Regions from separate parts of the Hordeum vulgare genome. Here region 1 is linked to region 2. The links are chromatin contacts, called in public Hi-C maps. All regions are on one chromosome and are shown on one strand. The core of a region is the stretch at or near the end of the contact, and the rest is flanking DNA. Distances in the headings are between cores, read along the strand shown.

Evidence for each region. A called contact is a pair of places that touch in the nucleus more often than the background predicts.
Region 1: a contact with region 2 is called in a Hi-C map of leaf, with 2.8 times the contacts expected there. The contact joins the promoter of LOC123452626 here to the promoter of LOC123452621 in region 2. A contact is called at or near these places in 3 of 6 Hi-C or Micro-C datasets (leaf and seedling) and 1 of 1 datasets of contacts at active chromatin or transcription factors (embryo).

What each region holds. Positions count from the first base shown.
Region 1 is chr5H:544,163,019-544,166,754 of MorexV3_pseudomolecules_assembly, forward strand. It overlaps LOC123452626 (probable zinc metalloprotease EGY1, chloroplastic), which reads left to right and starts at 2,267. Exons shown (of 10, transcript XM_045129321.1): 1 at 2,267-2,741. The coding sequence starts at 2,412.
Region 2 is chr5H:543,837,341-543,840,950 of MorexV3_pseudomolecules_assembly, forward strand. It overlaps LOC123452621 (probable inactive leucine-rich repeat receptor-like protein kinase At3g03770), which reads left to right and starts at 1,494. Exons shown (of 8, transcript XM_045129312.1): 1 at 1,494-1,955; 2 at 2,483-3,610. The coding sequence starts at 2,517.

The DNA of each region.
Region 1 (3,736 bases), core at 1,017-3,516, 330 kb after region 2:
TGACCATGATCGAGGTGATGGCCGCGACTATAAACCGATATGTTTAACCCCTTTAACAAAGATCCCATCCCATGTGGCAATATAATGGTTTAAGCGATGCCACTCGGTATAAGAGGGAGGTTTCTGCCAGCCGAGCAACATTGGTTGTCGTTTTAGTCGACCTTTATAAGGGGGAAAAGTGTACTTCATCAGCAAGAACACCAAGGAAGGCCACTCAAACCATAACCCCACTAAATGGGTTAGTATAGCCTTATTTCCTCAATTCGGATTTTATTTATAGCGATATTTGGTTATTTGAATCCCTGGAATCTTGTGTAAACAGGAATTGAGAAGCTAGATAGAAACGGTCAGCTGCCCATCTCCCCAGCCGGAAAACTATGCCAGGGATGACGATACAGGATCTCACGAAGATCCTGATGCGTCCCTTATTTTTAAGGATGGGTTCTTTTCTCAAGAGAGCATTGATGGCTCTGAGGTTACCCTCATAGCCGATTACCCTAGGATACCTCCTTCCTCGACCAAGGATAAAAAGAAAAATTCTTCCCGAAAAGGGCGCGCGCCTACTACAACAGCAACTCCGACCCCCCCAACGGGTCATCGCTCCACGCGCCGAACACCTGTCAACACAGAGTCCATTGAAACCATGTCGAACAATGGCAAGTTCTCTAAACACGGAGTACCCACAGGAGACACTTCGACCGCTCCCCCTTCCAAGAGGTAACGAGTTTACTATAAGCATTGTTTTTCGATCAGTGGCACAAATCAACACATGTTGCCATTTTACATAGGAACCGAACACGACATCCTTATCAACAATAGAGGGTAATGCGAACGCCCCTTCTGCAAATCAGCCTCCCAAGGATCACAACGAGGTTTCGGATACTAACTCTGAAGTCGAGAGTGTGATGAACCACCGTCGTCGAAAAGAATCACTGCGCCATCCCGAATTTTCTGAACACGAGTTCAATGTCTTGAGTTCGGTGGATGCGTGCCTCAGAGCTGCCCGAGCACACCTTCTCGGACATCCTCCTAGTTAGTTGCGATTTTTTTTGCAAAAGACGTTTGGTTGCAGAATTATTATTTTTTTGCAATAAACCTCTTGTTGCGTTTTTTTCCAGCAATCTACTTGTTGCAGGATTACATTTTTACAAAACAAAACTATCACAATCAATATTGCAACAATGTTGTTGTTGCTTAAACATGTGCCTGCACTTGCCTTCCTGCTGAGGACACATGGTGAGCAATAGAGGTGGTGGATGCACCGCAATTATCCGTCGGCTGAGGACAATCATTTTCCAAAAAAAAAGAATTAAAAAATTGCGAGAAAACGCGCTTTTTCTGCGAGAGGCATTTTGATTTTGCTATGGTCCTCGGAAATGAACAAATGTGTTTCATATATTTTTTGTGAGAGGCACGGTTTTGTTTACGCGAGAGGCATGGTTTTATTTTCACGAGAGGCACGATCGTGCCTCTTGGAAACAAAAAAAGATGTGCTTCCAGTTTTTTTTATGAGAGACATGATTTTGCTTCCACGAGAGGCACGATTTTGGCTTTTAAGAGAGGCACAGGCGTGCCTCTCGGAAACGAAAAAAATATGTTTTTTGTGTTTTTTTCGCGAGAGGCACGGTCATGACTCTCGAAAACAAAAAATGTTTTTTGTTTTTTCGTGAGAGGTATGGAATTGCTTCTGCGAGAGACACGGTTTAGACTTCAGAGGCACGACCGCGTCTCTCGAAAACGAAACGGAAACGTGTTTTTGTTTTTTCTTTCTATCGTGAGAGCATGGTTTTTTGTCTGGTTTTTTCGTTCAGAACTTTTTGTGAAAAAAAGTTTGTCAAAAATCTATCAACGAGGCATCCATTTTTAAAGATCTCTACATGAAGAACCCAATGATGAAAACGGTTCAAGATTTAGACACACGATTTAAGAAATAAAACGTTTTAAAAATACAGATCTATGAGAAAATGAAAAACTTCTAGATTGCGATAAGTAACGCACATGCAATACACCACTTGTTGCATCCTGAGAAGGTGAGAGTGATCTTTAAAAGAAATACTTTTAATTAGTGAATTTGCAGACTTAATGAAAGATTGAAGGAGAAAAAAAGGAAACCAGTAAAACTGGAACCTAATGGGCCGGCTCGGCGCGTGGAGTATCAGGCCGGACGGCCGAAGATAAGATTTTATTTTTCAGGATATTTTCGTGGACTGATCGACGGTCTGGCCCAGGAAAGCGCCGCCAGCTCTGCTCAGCTACCAATCCAGCTCCTCCACACTCTCTCTCTTCCCCGTGCACCGCACCCTATCCTTCCTCTCCTCTCCCACCGCTCCTCTCACTCCGCCGGGGCTCTCACGCCCCCGACCACCGCACCGCCAAGCTCAGCGGCGCTCCACCACACTGCGCGCCCCGCCATGGCGGCCGCCGCCGCGGCGCTCGCGAGCTCGCCCCTCGTCCACCTCACCGCCGCGGCCCGCGTCCGCTTCCCCAGGCCCAGGCCCGTGGCCTCCTCGCGGTGGGGGTGCCCGCGGGGCGCCTACCTGGACTGGAGGCCCCTGAGGCGGTGCGACCGGATGCGGCGCTTCTCCGTCGACGAGGGCGGCGGAGGCGGAGAGGACGGGGAGAAGCGGGGCGAGGAGGAGGCCGCAGCGTCGGTGGAAGCCAAGGTGGGGGCCGCGGAGGAGCTGGGCTCGGAGCGGAGCCGGTCGGGGAGCTTCTCCTCCTCATCGTCGCCGTCCTCTGCGGTATGAGCAATTTAAGTCATTGGCCATTTCGTGTGCTAAACATTGTTGGACTGAACAGCTTGCTGATTTAGGAGTATTTTTCTAGCCCATTCTGCTGGATTGAGAGATAGAACTGTGTGCAATTAGAGGCGGGATGTGATCATTGGATGCACAATAAGTACCATCCTTCATTTACTCAATTTTTAAATGGGGAATTGAATTCCTGAATGATCATTGTGATCAGTGATTATAATGTAGTGTTAGTATTGACAATACTAGTAAAGTAATTAATTCCTTAAGTCAGATATGTACGACGCTTTAGAAAGCATCCAGTGTAGCCAAACTTCTATCTTGGACCACGATGACATGGATGACTATTTTTGATTATATAGACATTGTTAGAGTTGTCACAAAAAAATATCTCAGAACATAATAAATATGCAGTTGCAGCTACCACCCAAAACCCTAAAACCTGCCTGAATAGTGCTTGCGGCGTTGCCTCGTGGCGCTGGCATGTAATGTGCCTGCTGCTATCAAGGCAACCTTGCTCACGCTGTTGGTCTCGGATGCTGCTCACAATAAAGGCTCGTGGCCCTATTGGCTGCCTTGACCCGACCAAAAGCTCTCGGAACTGAGAATAACCGGAACAAGTGTTGCCTCTACCTCTCCACAGTTACATGGTAGGATACGCAACTCTCTGTGTCGATCCTCAGGGAGGATGAACTATGCCCGCTCAACAGCGACAACCGGCCCGGCTGTTGCCTTTGCTCTTCCACGCAAGTGGAAGGGCAAGACAACTCCCGACGCTGGACGTCACCGAGGACATGCTACCTGGTTGATCCTGCCAGTGGTCATATGCTTGTCTCAAAGATTAAGCCATGCATGTGCAAGTATGAATCGGTCATTAAAAGGAAGTCATGGTCAAATTTACATGTTGAGACTATAGTGATATTCAAAACGTCCTATGTTCTTGAGCAGAGGCACTATCTTAATGTTGATATGGCAGGCGCGACATC
Region 2 (3,610 bases), core at 244-2,743:
CCATCTCTTCGTTATCTCCATCGGTGACTCGAAAAGTTTTGAAGACTCTTCATGCTACGACGACACTCTCAAAACACGGATTTGGATTATCATTGTTTTTAAGTATTACACTTCTTCAAATGCAATGCTATTGCATATGCTTTGCATTTTAGGGGGGTGTTAGGAAGTATTAGTATTAGTCTAGGAGTCCTTATTAGTCTATTAGTATTAGTCTAGGAGTCACTATTAGTCTATGTTTACTTTCTTTGCATCTCAAGTCATGTGTAATATATATATGTCCCTTGGGCCTTCAATACATATAAGTTGCTTTCCTAACATGCATCTCGTGCGTTGGGTTCGTCCACCGATCGCCCGTGTCCGCATCTTGTCCACTAGGCGGACGGGTGACACAAACGGATAAAATTCGGACAAAATTCGTGTCAGTTTGGGTCTCCCTGTTAGAGTTGCCCTTATCAGTGAAAAAGAAAACTTGTGGTGCCTCCCTTGCATTCCGTGTTGTTCACCTCTTCTTTAACACAAGAACCTTTCTTACATGCCAGTGCCAGGAATGGAGGGCATTCTTTGATCTCCTGCGGTCCTGCCACCTTATCTTTAACCAAAGCAGAGAGGAAACCATGAAATCAAGTGGCCTCTTGTACTACAAGTAAAAGTAGTCTACCGAAAGGGAAGGAAAGAACCAACGAATCCAGGGGTAAAGCAAGAAAAAGAAGCGAGCCATGTTGATGATACTTGATCACAGGAGCCAGCAGTAGGTGCGAAAAGGGGGTGGTCGTATACATGGTGATGGAGGGGTACTCATCACTTTAGAAAAAGGCCCATTCCAAGGGGCATCATACGGCTTAGAGACGGTTACCGTGCAATAATAGCATCATCGTTGTACCAACGGCTACTTCTGCCCCCCACAAGGCCAGAACCGGCAAAGTATTTGTAGTTCGGTGTGAGGGAGAACGGACGTTTGGAGGCCGAGCTTCATGAAGCTCGAAACTTTAAAAAAAATCATATCTTAAACTTTTTGGTTTCAGAAAAATCTAAAAAAAATATGCAACTAAAGAAGGACGTTATATGTATGTGCGTAAATTTTTAGGATGATATATTTTAAAATACGATCTGCACAGAAAAGATAAATTCATGACCTAGGACGATGAATAGTACCATGTGTTAAAAAGTTTCATATTTATCTTTTCTGTACAGGCCTCATTTTAACGTATTTTTTTTCTGAAAATTTACACACATGTGTGTTACGCCCTCCCTTATCTCTGTATTTGTTTCCAGAATTTTTTGAAATGTAAAAATGTAAATTTTCATGAATTTTGGATTTCAAACTTATGCAATTTCCAGGGTGTGAGGCATCATTAACATTTAACAAACCCCAAGCATGGCGAATTGGCAGCACTGTTCATGTAGTGAAGGCCTGTCACGTCCCTCTTAATCAGCAAAGTTGTGTAAAGAAGCTCGAGACATAAAGCATCACCATATCCTGCTCTACTCATGCTCGGAAACCGGTAGAGACCAAAATCTGATCCCAAGAAAGCAAGCAAGGATTATACTAGTAGCCTAGCCGGTACTGTATATATAAACAGACAAGAGGTAGATGGTGGGAGAGAGGGGGAAAAGGATAGCGCCGGACTGATGCTTGCTGTCGTCCGTTGCCTGCCCCAGCCTTCCAGCTCAGGCACCACCTGTCCGTTGCTCCGGGTTCCCGGTTCCCTCGCGCCTCCGCCGCGCCCCCGTGAACGGTACCAATCTCCACCGCATGCAGCAGCTACAAGTTGCTGCACCAGTACCATAGCTCACAGGACAACCCACTCACTCACTCACTCACTCGCACCAGGAGCATCAACGTGTATCGTGGGTGTATGCATGCATGACAGCCAAAACGCAATAAGAAACACAGAGTTCATCAGTGATCTACTACAGCAGAAGTTGCTGCTGCTGCTGCTTCAGTGACTGCAGAGGTAAGGGAATTCAGCTTGTTTTTGTTAGTTTCTGTTAAGTATACCATGTAGTTTTTGCGCAAAGTGGTAGCTCAGCACGCCGATCCTTGTTTGTGTCTCTTTTCCCCGGTTGATAAGCAAGTATATATTGTAAGGTTGTTGCACTCTGCACTCTGCATCAGGGTTCTCTGCTGGTGCTAATGCTGGGTGGGGATACATCATGCATGGGACGAAAGCAATAGTCTAGTCTAGTCTCTAACGCCAACAAAATCTCCATGAGACATTAGTCTGGACGCCATTCTGCTTCTGCACATTGTTGTTGTTGTTGTTGTCCGGTCACCACTCACGAGTACCTGTCGCTCAGGCGGCTTTGCCGCTTTACATCCAGGCCTCTGAATTCTCCCTGTACCCGCAACCCACAATCAAAAGCTCGATTCCACAGCTGCTGCCGGTACAGTCCTCGATCACGAAAGCCGGAAAGGAATCGCCAAAGGAGGTTGCCTTGTGCAGTACACATTCTTAATCCCATCATCTTTTTGCTCCGCCAGTTCTTGCCGATCGAAGGAATCGTCTTCGCCGGCAATGGCGGCAACTGGTGCGAGCCGTCTGCTGGCGTTGGTCTTCTTGGCGGTGCTGCTCCCGGGGGGCGCGCCGCTGCTGCAGGCGTCCCAGACGTGGACTCTGCTCAAGGTGCAGCAGCTGCTGGGCCGGCCGCCGGTGCTCCGGCACTGGCGCCGCACCACCGACTTCTGCGCCGGCGCCGGCACCGTCGCCCCCTCCGCCTCCGTCGTCTGCTACGGGGACACCGTCACGCAGCTCCACGTCGTCGGGGACGCGGGCGGCGCGCCGCCGCTCCCGCTCAACTTTTCGCTTGGCGCACTGGTCACCACGCTGTCCAGGCTCCCCGACCTCAAGGTGCTCACGCTCTCCGGCCTCGGCCTCTGGGGCCCCTTGCCGGGGAAGCTGGAGCGGCTCGCCGGGCTGGAGATCGTCAACATGAGCCGCAACTACCTCTACGGGCCCATCCCGAGGGGCCTCTCGCGGCTGCAGGGCCTGCAGACGCTCATCCTCGACGACAACATGATCGGCGGCGAGGTGCCGGGCTGGATCGGCACCGCGCTGCCTGCTTTGGCCGTGCTCAGCCTGCGGAACAACTCGCTGGCCGGCGCCGTGCCGGAGTCGCTCGGGAGGACGCCGTCGCTGCGGTCGCTCGTGCTCGCCTCCAACAACCTCTCCGGGAACCTCCCTGACATGCGCGGCCTGGCGAGCCTCCAGGTGCTCGACGTCGGCGGCAACTCGCTCGGGCCGGCGTTCCCGCGGCTCGGGAGGAAGGTGGCATCGGTGGTGCTGAGCCGGAACAAGTTCACCGGGGGCCTGCCCGCCGCCGAGCTGACCTCCTTCTACCTGCTGGAGCATCTGGACGTGTCGCAGAACCGGTTCGTCGGGCCATTCCCGCCGGCGCTGCTGTCGCTGCCGTCGCTCCAGTACCTGAGCATCGCCGGGAACAGGTTCACCGGGGCGCTGTCCGACAAGGTGCCCTGCGGCGACAACCTCCGGCTGGTCGACCTGTCGTCGAACCTCCTGATGGGGAGCGTGCCAGCCTGCTTGAGGCCAGGCGGGAAGCCGGCGACGGTGGTGCTCTCGTCGGAGAACTGTCTGGACAGAGGCGACGGTTC